Linked DNA regions of Mus musculus: regions 1 and 2 are each linked to region 3. A link is a contact called in public Hi-C data. All regions are on one chromosome and are shown on one strand. Each heading gives the region's core, a stretch centred on a gene start, on an enhancer-like site or on the middle of the called end of the contact. The rest is flanking DNA. Distances are from core to core; before and after follow the strand shown. Region 1 overlaps Kirrel3 (kirre like nephrin family adhesion molecule 3). Region 2 overlaps Kirrel3 (kirre like nephrin family adhesion molecule 3). Region 3 overlaps Kirrel3 (kirre like nephrin family adhesion molecule 3).

Evidence for each region. A called contact is a pair of places that touch in the nucleus more often than the background predicts.
Region 1: a contact with region 3 is called in a Hi-C map of cerebellum, with 2.0 times the contacts expected there. The contact joins two enhancer-like sites. A contact is called at or near these places in 2 of 15 datasets of contacts at CTCF or cohesin (both in the NIH/3T3 cell line), 1 of 484 Hi-C or Micro-C datasets (cerebellum), 1 of 115 datasets of contacts at active chromatin or transcription factors (embryonic basal ganglia) and 1 of 9 other capture datasets (embryonic stem cells).
Region 2: a Hi-C map of forebrain shows a contact between it and region 3, with 4 times the contacts expected there. The contact joins two enhancer-like sites. A contact is called at or near these places in 1 of 15 datasets of contacts at CTCF or cohesin (the NIH/3T3 cell line), 2 of 484 Hi-C or Micro-C datasets (forebrain and nephron progenitors), 1 of 115 datasets of contacts at active chromatin or transcription factors (pancreatic cancer cells) and 1 of 9 other capture datasets (embryonic stem cells).

Annotation. Positions count from the first base shown.
Region 1 is chr9:34,611,750-34,615,540 of GRCm38.p6, reverse strand. All of the region lies in intron 1 of Kirrel3 (kirre like nephrin family adhesion molecule 3), which reads right to left. Among named protein-coding and RNA genes, the nearest start is that of Kirrel3, 120 kb to the right of the region's middle. Within about 2 kb of position 2,535, at least 2 of the 459 cell types and tissues checked have an H3K27ac peak or open chromatin away from gene starts, as enhancers often do. A contact at or near this core is called in cerebellum, where this site is marked.
Region 2 is chr9:34,709,669-34,713,627 of GRCm38.p6, reverse strand. The region is part of intron 1 of Kirrel3 (kirre like nephrin family adhesion molecule 3); the gene reads right to left. Among named protein-coding and RNA genes, the nearest start is that of Gm33561, 140 kb to the left of the region's middle. Within about 2 kb of position 1,392, at least 16 of the 459 cell types and tissues checked have an H3K27ac peak or open chromatin away from gene starts, as enhancers often do. A contact at or near this core is called in forebrain, where this site is marked.
Region 3 is chr9:35,015,909-35,019,858 of GRCm38.p6, reverse strand. Kirrel3 (kirre like nephrin family adhesion molecule 3) reads right to left here. Exons shown (of 17, transcript NM_001190911.1): 10 at 3,311-3,437. Among named protein-coding and RNA genes, the nearest start is that of Kirrel3os, 10 kb to the right of the region's middle. Within about 2 kb of position 2,103, at least 79 of the 459 cell types and tissues checked have an H3K27ac peak or open chromatin away from gene starts, as enhancers often do. A contact at or near this core is called in cerebellum and forebrain, where this site is marked.

The DNA of each region.
Region 1 (3,791 bases), core at 1,286-3,785, 400 kb after region 3:
GTAGATGTGGGTCACCCAGGAGGCTGAACAGAGAGCTTCAGGAGACGGTAGGCTAGTGGGGCTTTGGCATGGGCAACAGAGAGAAAAGGAGGGGCACAGTAAGAAGGAAACTTGGCTCTCTACTTACAGTCTTCATTTTGTAATGGTTACACCATGCAGGAACTGGGCGCACTGGTGTTTGTTCTGCTCATGATGGCTTCTAAACTGTCTTGCCTACACAGCCTTTCTTCAGAATGGCCAGGAAGATACCATTTGATAAAGGGTAAAAGTACCGAATGTTCTGGGGCATTCGATACAAACAGGTGCTGCTCATCAACTGTTGTTGATTCTGTTGGTGTCCTGTCTTCTCCTTGGAACAACTCTGCTCAACTCTGCTCTCTCTCTCTGCACTGTCCACAGAACACCACAGCCTGGGTGGCTTGTAAGTAACAGAATGTGGTTCTCAGCCTCCTGGAGGTCGTGAAGTCCAAGTCCAAGGCTGATGTGCTGTCTGGTGAGGTTCTGGCTCCTCATTCACCTATAGGCTTCTGAGCATTTGGTCTTAACATGGTGGGAAGTGGTGAAGAAGCCATACACAAGTGAGGCCTTTTATAAAGGCATTAGTCCCATTTACCAGGGCCCCACCTTTATGGATAGATCACTTCCTTAAGGCCCTGGCTCCTCACACTGTCCTCTCAGGGGTTAGATTTTAACAAGGGGCTTTGGGGAAGCAGAATAATGCAGGCACGCGGCCTTTAGCATCTAACCCAGGAATCTGCTATGGCAAACATGGGAGGCTCTCTCTGCCTAAGGACAGATTTTCTATTAGGAAAGAACTGAAATCCTAGGGAGTTAATTCCTCAGAGATACCCCTAGTGAGTGATAGATGAGAATGATGGATGAATATGGCTTCCATGCCCCTTGGTGGAATGGCTCTGAGGTCTGTTCTGAGCAAAGTTAAGCCTTGCTTTCAGATAGTGACTTGTTAGTAACGATCTTTTCATTGGCTGGCCAAGCTTCATACCTGTTTGCCTTCCCGCCCTCCTGCAGTTTGTTCAGGGGTCACCTGTATGAACATCTTGGCACGGGAGTCATGGGGTCTGTCTCTGGAAGCAGGAACTAGCATAGGGAATTGTAGTCTATTAATTATAGAGGTAGGCATGTTTATTAATAGCTAATTTCCCCCAATTGAGCTATAGGGTCCTGCTCAAGTACTATAAACCAGATCCACATGCTTCCAGCAGCTTAGGTGCTCACCCACTGTGAGTGGACTGGATCCCTCCTGTGGTACACTCATCATGCTATTTGGATTATTTACCTATTTCTTTTATCCCATTCCAACCAGTATTTTAAAGACCCGGGAAGCAGGGACTGTGTCACACTGAGTCGTTACTGTAGATCCCTTTTGCAGAATGGTGCTAGGTAAGTCATCTTGAAAACTGATTCCCGCCACACAAAGGCAAGCTAGTCCCATCCCCTCACTACTTTCTAAGCGATGAAGATCAGTTTCCAGAGCTACAGTGTTCTTTAGGGTTTTGTACTGGGCTCATTGCTTTGTTGATCTTTGAGTGACCTTTCAAACAGTCTCTTGAGTACCTCTGGAACCCATTTCAAACATTCTTTCAGAGGAGCTTGAGCCTCATTGGGTCTCTGTACAGCCTGGTGCTCAACGGGGCTGAAGCAGTTAATTAATGAGCAGGGTGAGTGCAGAGCTAGTAGGTAACACAGGTGTTGATACTCTGGGTGGGACTCTTGTCTGTAATGCATCGCCACAGTCCATCAGTCCATGATGTGTCTGCCACCATTTCCTACCCTTTTCTATTCTGGACTGCCTTTGTCATTCTGCAACATTGTGACCACACTGAGAAACCTCCTCCAAATGCTGGACTGTCTGGGCTACACACTCCATTGTTGATCCATAAGGTAGCTGGCCACTGTAGAGGGTGTAATTACTGAATGTGACACCTGAGCCAAACTGGTTTCTAATGCTGAGGCCAGCTGGAGGCCCCATCCAGGCAAATGACTGCCACTCAGAGATGCCTGGGTCACAACCAAACTGCTACCCAGGTCCGCAGGCTTCTCCTTCTGGTTTCCATTTTGGACTTTAGAGATGCCAATCTCTTGGAAGGCAAATCTTTTGTGATAAATCAGAGGCCACATTGGAAGAGGCAAATGACTTAGTTGAGTGCAGGCTCCTGGCCAGTTCATGTCACCATAGTCTTGGCTGGCCCTCCTGGCTCTAATAAAGCTGCGTGGTGCCAGGCTTGGCAGGCCCCAAACTAGACGGACAGATGCTCCCTCCAAACTACCTATGCATTTGCATAGATCATCTGGGAAGGTGGCATCGATCAGGTGTGTAGGAACTCTAAGAGGCCTCAAGGCTTGCTCCCCTCCTGCCACCCCAGAGGAGGAGAGCTACCCTGAGCTCACTGAGGCATACCCTCTGCCACCTGCGTATTTGCCAAAGAAGATGTTCAGTGGAGACATTGGCACACGGCTCACCAAATGGGAAAGTCTGCAGTCAACAAAAGCAGGCTGGCTGCCATCACACTGTGCCCATCACCACACCATCCATGTGCTGTGGAAACTGGGAAAGATATTCTCTGCATAGGGAAAGGTTGGACCAGAACTGTTCTACTTGGCCTCAAGCAGCAAAGAGCTCATTTCTCCAAACAGGAAGCCCACTCAGACCCTGGAAGCTGGCCTAGCATGGGCTCTGGAGCCAGGGGCAGACTTCAAGAGCATCCACGAAGACCTGCTTGATAAAAGAAGCAGATGATGTCTAAAAAACCACCCAAATGGACTTTTTCCCAATCAATCCATCCCGACAACAGCTGTGCGCTGCCACTCGGGGAAAATGCGGAACTATTGCACCGTGTGCGTGCGCTGACTTCCGGGTTTGGGCTGCATGTTCCTAGGAAAGAAGAATGAACCAAGACCGGCATTTTCTCCAACCATTTGTAAATGAGCCCAGCATACATGGAGAGTTCTGCCCGGTGAGAATGGAAGCCATCTTTACCTTTCTCACACATGTTTCTCAAAGGTCTGGATGCTGGAAACGTGCATGAATAAAGATTCCTTTGTTGTCTATGTTTGAGGAGTTTGCACCACCACCACCACCCCCCCCCCCCCCGCCCCGACACCTGCTATCAGGGAGCAGAAGAGGAAACATGGCTGTCTGTCTTGTAGTTATTGGGCTGGGCTGCCCAGACCTCCAGTCGCTGCTGTGCACTTTACAGAGCACTGACATTGCCCCCTAAGAAGTTCAGGCCTTGACTCCTTTGAGCAGGACTCAGCTCTCTTTGGTTTCTTCCTATCACCTCTCTCCCACCCATGGGTTCCATTTTCCTCAGAATGTGTCCTAATGCTGCCGGAATGGTTCTGAATATGAATGACAAAGTCATTTGGATACAGTTTGCTCTGTATTTTCTTGGCGTGCTGAAACAATACCAGAATGACAACAACACTCGAAACTAAGGCCTCTTCTCAGGCAGACCTCTTACGCAACCTAGGTGAGGGCCAGTGCTCACTGGCCTATACCAAGGTCTTAAACAGCCCAGAGGTCACACCTGCCTCACATAATCAACTGAACGGGGAAGTAAAAGCTGCCTGCTCTGGCAATGGCATGCAGCCTCACGTGTAAATTAACAAATCTCTCCCAGAACCCAGAACAGATACATCTTTGTTCAGCCAAAGAACTTGGGTATAAATTGTAGCTTTTTAGGACGTCTCTGTCAAAAGTGTAATATATCACAGAATAGTGGATACAAGTTCAAAAGTACATATAATAATATAATTAAGATAGCTTGACA
Region 2 (3,959 bases), core at 143-2,642, 310 kb after region 3:
CGCAGCCATCTCCTTCCTTGGCTCTGAGCAGCATACATTCCAAATTCAGCTTGGAGCACATCCCCTGGTCCCTGCCAAATTCTCTGGTGGCATCCTGTGTTTTTGCTCCCCAGTTAGATCACAAGCTTCTTAAAGGATATACGTCACCTCCTTTTGCTCCTAACATATGAAGAGGTTCTGAGTAGGTTCTTGGGAAAGAGGGGCTCTGCAGATAATCCTCCAGACACTGGGCAGGGAAACTGATGGTGCTATGGATTGAGTTCATGTTGGACTGTACTCTGTTTTTTGACACGATCCTTGCCTGAGCTCAGGACATTGGTTTCCTTGGCTTCCTGGCCAGATACATTCACTGAGACTTAGGGGTCTGCCCTGTGACAAATGTGGCTCCCGTTCTCACATTTTGCTATGCCGTGTTACACACATCATTTCTAAGCCTCTCGGAAGCCCAGGCATTTCAGAGCATTGGCAATCAAGCATAAAGTTCTGGGGCAAGCTGTGAAATCTCTGAAATGAAAATCAATTCCATCTCCATTTCATGGAGACTAATGTGGCATTTACAACATAAACAATCACTTCTGTTAGGGAGGAAAATTAAAAGCTGTGCTACATAAAGGCACAATGTTTAAGGTTCTGCTGGAAATGAGCACTTGGCTTTGAGATGATTACAAAGGGAGTTGGAAAAAGAAAGAAAAAAGAAGAAGAAAAGAAGAAAGAAAAGATCTGGCCACAACCGTTCAGAAGTGTAGCGGTTTCATAATACAAATTTTCTGACTTAAAACATTGGCCTCAGCTTAGATCTCAAGGGAAAAACAGAAACCCCGGACACTTCCTAAGCAGGCAGAGGTGGTCAAGGGCGTGTGAATGTCATGTCCATCACTTTTGCCACTGGCCTAAGACACAGGGATATTTCCCTTGGAAAAAAAGCTTCAAGATCTTCAGAAAGAGAAAGTCAGAAGTTCAAGTCCAAAGCATCTTAGGTCTTAAGATTCCTTGACCTGGCGCCATTTTTATCCTATCCTTTCCCAGATTGCTATGCAGCATCCCTCCAGATGCTGTGTGCACAATACCAAACTTACAAACTGAGATAAAAATTAAAGGCAGTGAAAACAAAAGAACTCTTCCAAGTTAAAAACCAAACTAAAGAAAACAATAACTGGATTTGAGCTCAGTTTTACCACTCGCTGAGTCAGGGACTCTAGGCAAGACTCCCAACCTCTAAGGGCTGGTTCCTCATCTGCAAAGAGAGATATTAGGTCATGTGATCTCCAAAGGAGACCATCTGTAGGACTTTTATCATTTTCTTATTCTGCATTTAAGACTGCAAACAACCACTCAGTTGGCCTCATTTGCAAGGGTGGTGGAGAAAAGATACAAGCTGTTGCCAATCAGGAGTTGCTCATTTGCATAATGACTGATTCACTAATTAGCCAGAAAGACTTCCAGTACAGTCACACAGGAAGGCAAAGGCTCTCCTGCTGTGACGTTATTTAAGGGAGCCCCTGGCTTTGGCTATTAGGACTCTCAAAGCACTAGCCAGTAACTAACTGGCTTTCCTGTAAAACTGCCTCAGCAATTAAGAACATTAACATAAAGGAATCTTTCTCAATTAGCTATTTTTAGAGTGGGCAGGGAACACTGTCTTAGGTTTTTTTAGGCATTTTTTATAATAGTGCTGTTTTTTTTTTGTATTGTCACCATCAATACACCGTTTTTTATTCTACTTTTTGCTCTGCATCAAATAATTTGTAGTAATCTTATCATATGGGGTAGGGATTTTCACACCGTCTGAAGAGAAGTCAGATGACTTTCTGATAAAAGCAGACCGTGTTAATGTCAACCTGAATGTGGGACAACCCAGGCTACGGATGTTACATATGTACCAGCCAATCTTCTCATCACACATCTTGATTTGACTTGATCAAAAGAAGCAATCTGTGTGACATTCCCTCCCCTCTCCCTACCAATGTTACTAATCACCTTTTCAGGATAGGTGAAGAACACTGTAGAAATTGCTTGCCATAGCCCCCTAATGCTAATCACTTACTAACATCTGAATTCTGACTGGAGACCTTACAGGATAAGGTAGGCAAACAGTGTCAGTGCACAGAACTATTATTTACCAGTGTCAAAAATAACTATCTGATTTACATAACTGTGGGGCGAGATGACAACTTCTCTCTCAAACTGCTTCTGCAGCAGAAAAAAGAAAAGAAAAGAAAGCAAAAGGAAAGAAAAACCCTTTGGCAGATATGAAGGTATGTCATCATTATTATTTTTTTTAACTCACAAAATGGAATGGGACTGGTTGGGATTAGGTGCCTGAGCACTGAATTGGAGAAGGAAAAGACAAACAAACAAACAAACAAACAAACAACCTCAACAAAAACATAAACCAAACTATTTAAAAGGTATGGTTTGCAAAACACATTTGAGTTTGTCAGCTGCTGTCTTGTGTAAGACACTGGCCTCCAGAGTGGGTTTAATGTACTTCAAGGGACCTGTTTGACTTTCTGGGGGTACATAGACAAGCCGTTGTAGATTTTAATTCTACCATTCCTATTGTGTTGATAGTACTTTAAAAAATATACATCTTTACAATTGGAGTACATATATATGCATTGCAGAGAAATGTGTATATCCTAGATGTAGGTTGGATTTTTTTTTTCTATTAGTGGTCAGTGATAAATGAGAAGTCTTTGGAGACCATTGTTGGACCCTATTTGTGATGTTGGTCAAGAACATGGTCTGTTTCTAAACAGAATTTTCTAGAGGGACAACTGCACCCCAAATATATTGCTAGAGGATGTACTTCTATGACCTAAAGAAAGCTGGATTACAGTGTTCACATTTATGTTCTCGTCTATTCAGACAAACGAATGTACTATCCTGAAAAAACTATGCACTTAACATTAGTCTTTCAAGGTCAGGAACTACAGATTTAATTCTTTTTAGGTGAGAAAAAAGATCTTCAACATATGCTAAAGTTGAGCGATGGATTTAGGCCTTAGTTCCTTAAAGACCTGGGTCGTAAAAATTTGCTCTCCAGGTTATTACTGTGTGGAAGAAATAGAACTTTGGGGAGATAGGGTCTATTGCGAGAAACTCGGACATCAGTGTGTGTGTGATCTTGAAGGGAACTCTGAAATGCAGGCTCCTTCCTTTCCCTCATTTTCCTGGCATCTGGGAAGTGAGGTGTGAACAGCAGTGCTGTGTTCTTCTGCCATGGTGTAATGCCTCACCTTCCAAAGAGAGCAAGGACCACAAGGTAGAGTCTACAACCACCTTCTTCAAGTTGTACATCTCAGGCATTTTGTTACAGTGGAAGAGAGCTGATTTATACAAATGAGATGGGAGGGGACCTTTTCAGAGCAGGGCAACCATGATGGAGAAGCAGCTGGAAGAAAGCATACTAACAGAAGAAAGTCTAAGCATGTGGGCTTGCTATGTCATCATTAAGCCGCTCCATGGCAACCATACCCTAACCCCAGGACTATGTATATAGACAGAAGGACCCGTGAGAGTTGCTGTACAGACATAGTTCAGTCCTTATCCCCATCTGCCTTCTGCTCTTGTTCCCAATATGTTCAACCACAAATATGTATCCAGTATTTAACACAGTTATGGCAGTTTCGAGGTTTTTTTAATGCTTCTCTCAGACTTCAACTTGTCATTCCTCATTCTACTGTGAGACACCTGGATCCTCCCACAGGGTTCAAGCAAAGCTGTGACAGGTAGCGTTGAGGACCCTCCCTGAGGGCTGAGTCTTCTTTGCTCACTGGTACTGGCATTGCCTTAGACATTCTAGGTTAGGACTGATAGACACTGCTGTTCCCATTTCTGGAGAACAGTGACTAACTCTACTCATTTGAAGGATGTTCTTCATGTTCTATCTTGGGCTTCATAATAGAGATCCCAAGAAGCTCTCCTGTCTGACCTTGTTCTCCATCAAGATCACACGG
Region 3 (3,950 bases), core at 854-3,353:
GGATATAGTAATAACATGAAAGGTGGTGAGTATTCATGCCACAGGAGTGGTGCAGATAAAGACTAACTGGCTTCAGAGGAGAGAGAATAATTCTATCTGCAGGAGTGTTTTGCAAAGGAGATGGTGAGCTTGGGAAGGGAGTCGAGGCAACCACCAATATGAGAGAAGATTGCCAAGCAGATGGCATGGGAATGCCATCCAGCCTTGCTTCCTTGTTGGAATTCAAGCAATTTCTCAGTTTTCCAGCAGAGGGCAAACTTGCCTAAGAAATTGGGTATCTGTTGGGCCACGAAGGAAAGGAAAGTGGCGCTGTTCCTTCACCAAGGGTGGGAATTACCTTGCAAAAGGGATGTCTGGCTAGCTGACCTCATAGCCTAATCCTATACAGGTCCTAGAAGATCCTCTAGCTTACTGTCTTGTTTTTCTCCACATACACAACCAGCCAGGCCAGTTGAAACCACAGCTCCAAACCTGACTCAGTATTATCCCAATCAGTGTGTGTGTGTGTGTGTGTGTGTGTGCGCGCGCGTGTGTGTGTGTGCAAGCCAAGGGATAGCACCTGGAGTGAAGCCTGTCTCACTGACACTTCCAGTTAACTGCCCTTTATCTCCTTTATATAACTTGGGCTGGACTGGTTCAAGAATGAGGGTAGGGATGAAAACATTCTCGCGTGATCCCAGTCCCTGGGGTGATGGTTGGGATTTAGACCTCAGGAAAGATGGCTAAGAGGGAGAGATCCTGAGAAGAGGCAAAATTATGCTGGAAACAAAACAAAAATTGCCGCAAACATAATTGCTGTTTATTAACCACCTTAATTAAAACAGATTTGCATTTCTATGAGTGGTTCTCAGCCAAGGGGAAAAACAGGTATTGGGAGAGATGGCTTCTGAGTTCGGAATGGGAATAGCTCTGTCTGATGCACAGATATGGGAGACCTCAAGGTAAGAGCTTTGTCCACAGAAGGCTTTAGAAGTGGGCTGAAGCTGGCTTTCCTCCCCAGAGTTCCTCTACTCCAAGAAGCCGTTGGCTTCGAGCCACAGCGACTACATTCTGTGGCACCTGGGTGATGCTTTGCTTTGCAGCTGGGGTAAGTGATGATACCATAAAGAATCTTTTCCTTTCATTTCCCAGGAACTAGGAATCCCCAGGGGGTTCATGGGTCTCTAAAAGCTGTCAACAAATACATATACTTTTTTTTTTTTGGCTTCTTGAAAGAAAACCAAAAAACTAGGATAAAGGAAAGCAGGCTCGGAGAACCAATGGGTAATTGGCAGCTATCTTCCCCTTCCTCCTGGTACCTGCTTTGATCCAGCTCAGATTATAGTGGTGCCAATTCATTTCCCAAGGCCACAGGTCTGGCTGTCACTCACAGGAGGAGGGCTGTGAGATGGGTGTGTTCTAGACGCCAGGGCCGCCGGCTACCACCTCACCACCCCTCCACCCGTTCTCCAAATACAGGCAGGATAGACAGTTCCCAGCTCTTGTGGTGGCTGGCATGTTCCTCTCTTTGCATCATTTTTTTCTAGGTCCCAGTCACACAGTGACTAGCAGAGAATAAGCAAGGGGCAGTTCCCTTCCTCCTGATGATTCCTTCAGCCGTTCTCTACCCAGCAGCCCAGGGAAGCCATGCAGGGTGTGGGGGAAAAATGGACAGAATAACTGTTGGCTGGATGCCAGAGCCTAGGCTGGAATGTGGGTCCTTCTGAGGGGTGTGTGTGTGTGTGTGTGTGTGTGTGTGTGTGTGTGTTTCCCAGGAGCAAAGGAAGATTTCCCCCCCCCCCCAAAGTCTTTTTAAGTTCCCAATAAGAAATGCCTGAATGTCTTAAAGCAACAGTAAAAACGCCAGCCCCTCCTTCCTTTCCCTTAGACACAAGGATGCTCAGTTAGTAGCTCCAGGCAAGTGTGTGTCTGAGGGTCCCGAGCCTTGGAGGGAGGGGGGGTCACAGCTGACAACAGGCATGGCAGCTTGGCTCCTCAGCGCCCTCCCCAGAGCGGGCAGTGGGGAGGGTTGCCGATTTCACTGTGGCCTGGCGCGCTGAGCGGAGTGTCAGACACAGGCGCGGCAGGAAAAGGCTGCAGCCTGTGTTGCCATGGATATACCGAGGCGCGATCAGATGCTGTTATTTTTAGCCCTGCAGTGCCAATTTATTGGTGGCATCCTGGGGACACACAGGAAAGGCAGGAGGGCTTGGGAGTCTGGGTTCTGCCAGGGAGAGGTGACGTGTGAATGCTCTGCTGTCTGGTTAGCTGGAGTAGATTGACCATGTCTCTGCAGCAGTTGCCCTTCTGGAAAGAGAAGAGGAACCACTGGGCAGGAGCTGAGTAATGGGGACAGCGCAGGGATGCTGAAGAGACATCAAGCTGAGCTTGGTTTTTTCCACAAAGAAGGAGAAGAGATGAATTTGTCTGTGGGTGGCTTTCTGCATTGAGATATAGTCACTTTGGATCATTTTCAGAATTTGCCTCACACCCTGCTCTCGGGCCAGGACCCTGAAGCCTCACACAAGGACCTGAAGCTCAGGAGTTTGACCTGAGGCAGCACACAGCAGTGCACAGTGGTGGTGGTGGGGTTTAGGCCTTGGCGTTTCTCACTCCTATAAAAAGGCAACCCTGATTTCTGACCATAGCTCAAGTGTGCACTTGCACTGTACCAGGATCTTGAAACTTCCATCTTGCTGCCAGACTTCTTGAGTCTGTCCTGCATTGGTTCTAGCTGTCTTATGGGCACCTTCCTCTCAGCATCCAGGTCTGGTCTGACACTACCACCCCTCAGTGTTTGACAGGCAGTCGTCAATGAACTCCCACTATGAGCGCACTTTCCTGCTGTGGCTACGTTCACTGTGTATGAAAAGACATGCTCCCTGACCTCAGGAGGGCACTGTAGGCCTGGTCTTTGGGGAGGGTGACATGTCTCTCTGCCTGGGCAGCCCAAATATAACAGGAAGTGGGTGATCATGAGAAGTGAGAGGTGTGCCCTTAATCTCCCCATGAACCTTGTCAGGGGCCTTGGGTGACAAGGTAGATAAAGGAATGTGGTCACCCTCTGACCTCCTTTTCTTAGCCATGATAAAATCCACCACCTCTCATACACGTCTACTGAGATCCGTTGGAAGGCACTGAAAAGGAGGAAAGGATCCACAAACTTACCAGCTTGCCTTTACCTCCACAGACAGATAGAATGCTGTGTTAGGGGCACCCATGCCTAGCGTCAGTGACCTCCCCTTTGGGAACAACATCTGCTACCAAGATGCCTTGGGACTCTCCCCTCCTTCCAATTCCCCACTCCCATTTTGGTGTTTGGGGCTCTTACCATTGACAGTCAAGGTCACCTCTCTCTCCCCAGCTCCTACCCGGGGCACCACAGCCCGGCACACGTACTTCCCAGCATCCTCTTGGCGGACAGATTTGAGGGTTAGGGTCTTTTCATTGCTCAGGACCTAGGAAGAGGGAGAGGGATCAGATAGAAAGAGTAAGGGAAGGCTTTCTCTAACTGGGGTAGATTGCAGACACAGATTCCAGCATCTCTTTAAACACCAAGGTGAAGTGAGAGTTAAGAGATAGATAGTGCCATTAAGGCTTTGAGAGGACACACACACACACACACACACACACACACACACACACATGGAGACCTCCTTTCCAGATGCAGGCTATGGGCATAGTGCACAGTGGTGGCAGGAATGTGACAGTCACTAACCAAGGATCCATGGCTTCTTCATACGGAGAGAAGGATGCTGCTAGGTACCCTTCTGTCACCTCCCAGCTCCTCATGGGTGAATTTATCCCAAAACTGAATGTGGAGGGTCCTTGAATCTAGGTCTTCTGAGTCATTTTTAGCATCCTCTTGGGAGCTAACTGGAGGCAATGATATTAGCTAGTCTTGGAAACTAGCTATTCCTGTCTCCAGCACTAAATACCTGTATGGTATTGGTCAGTTACTGACTGTCTCA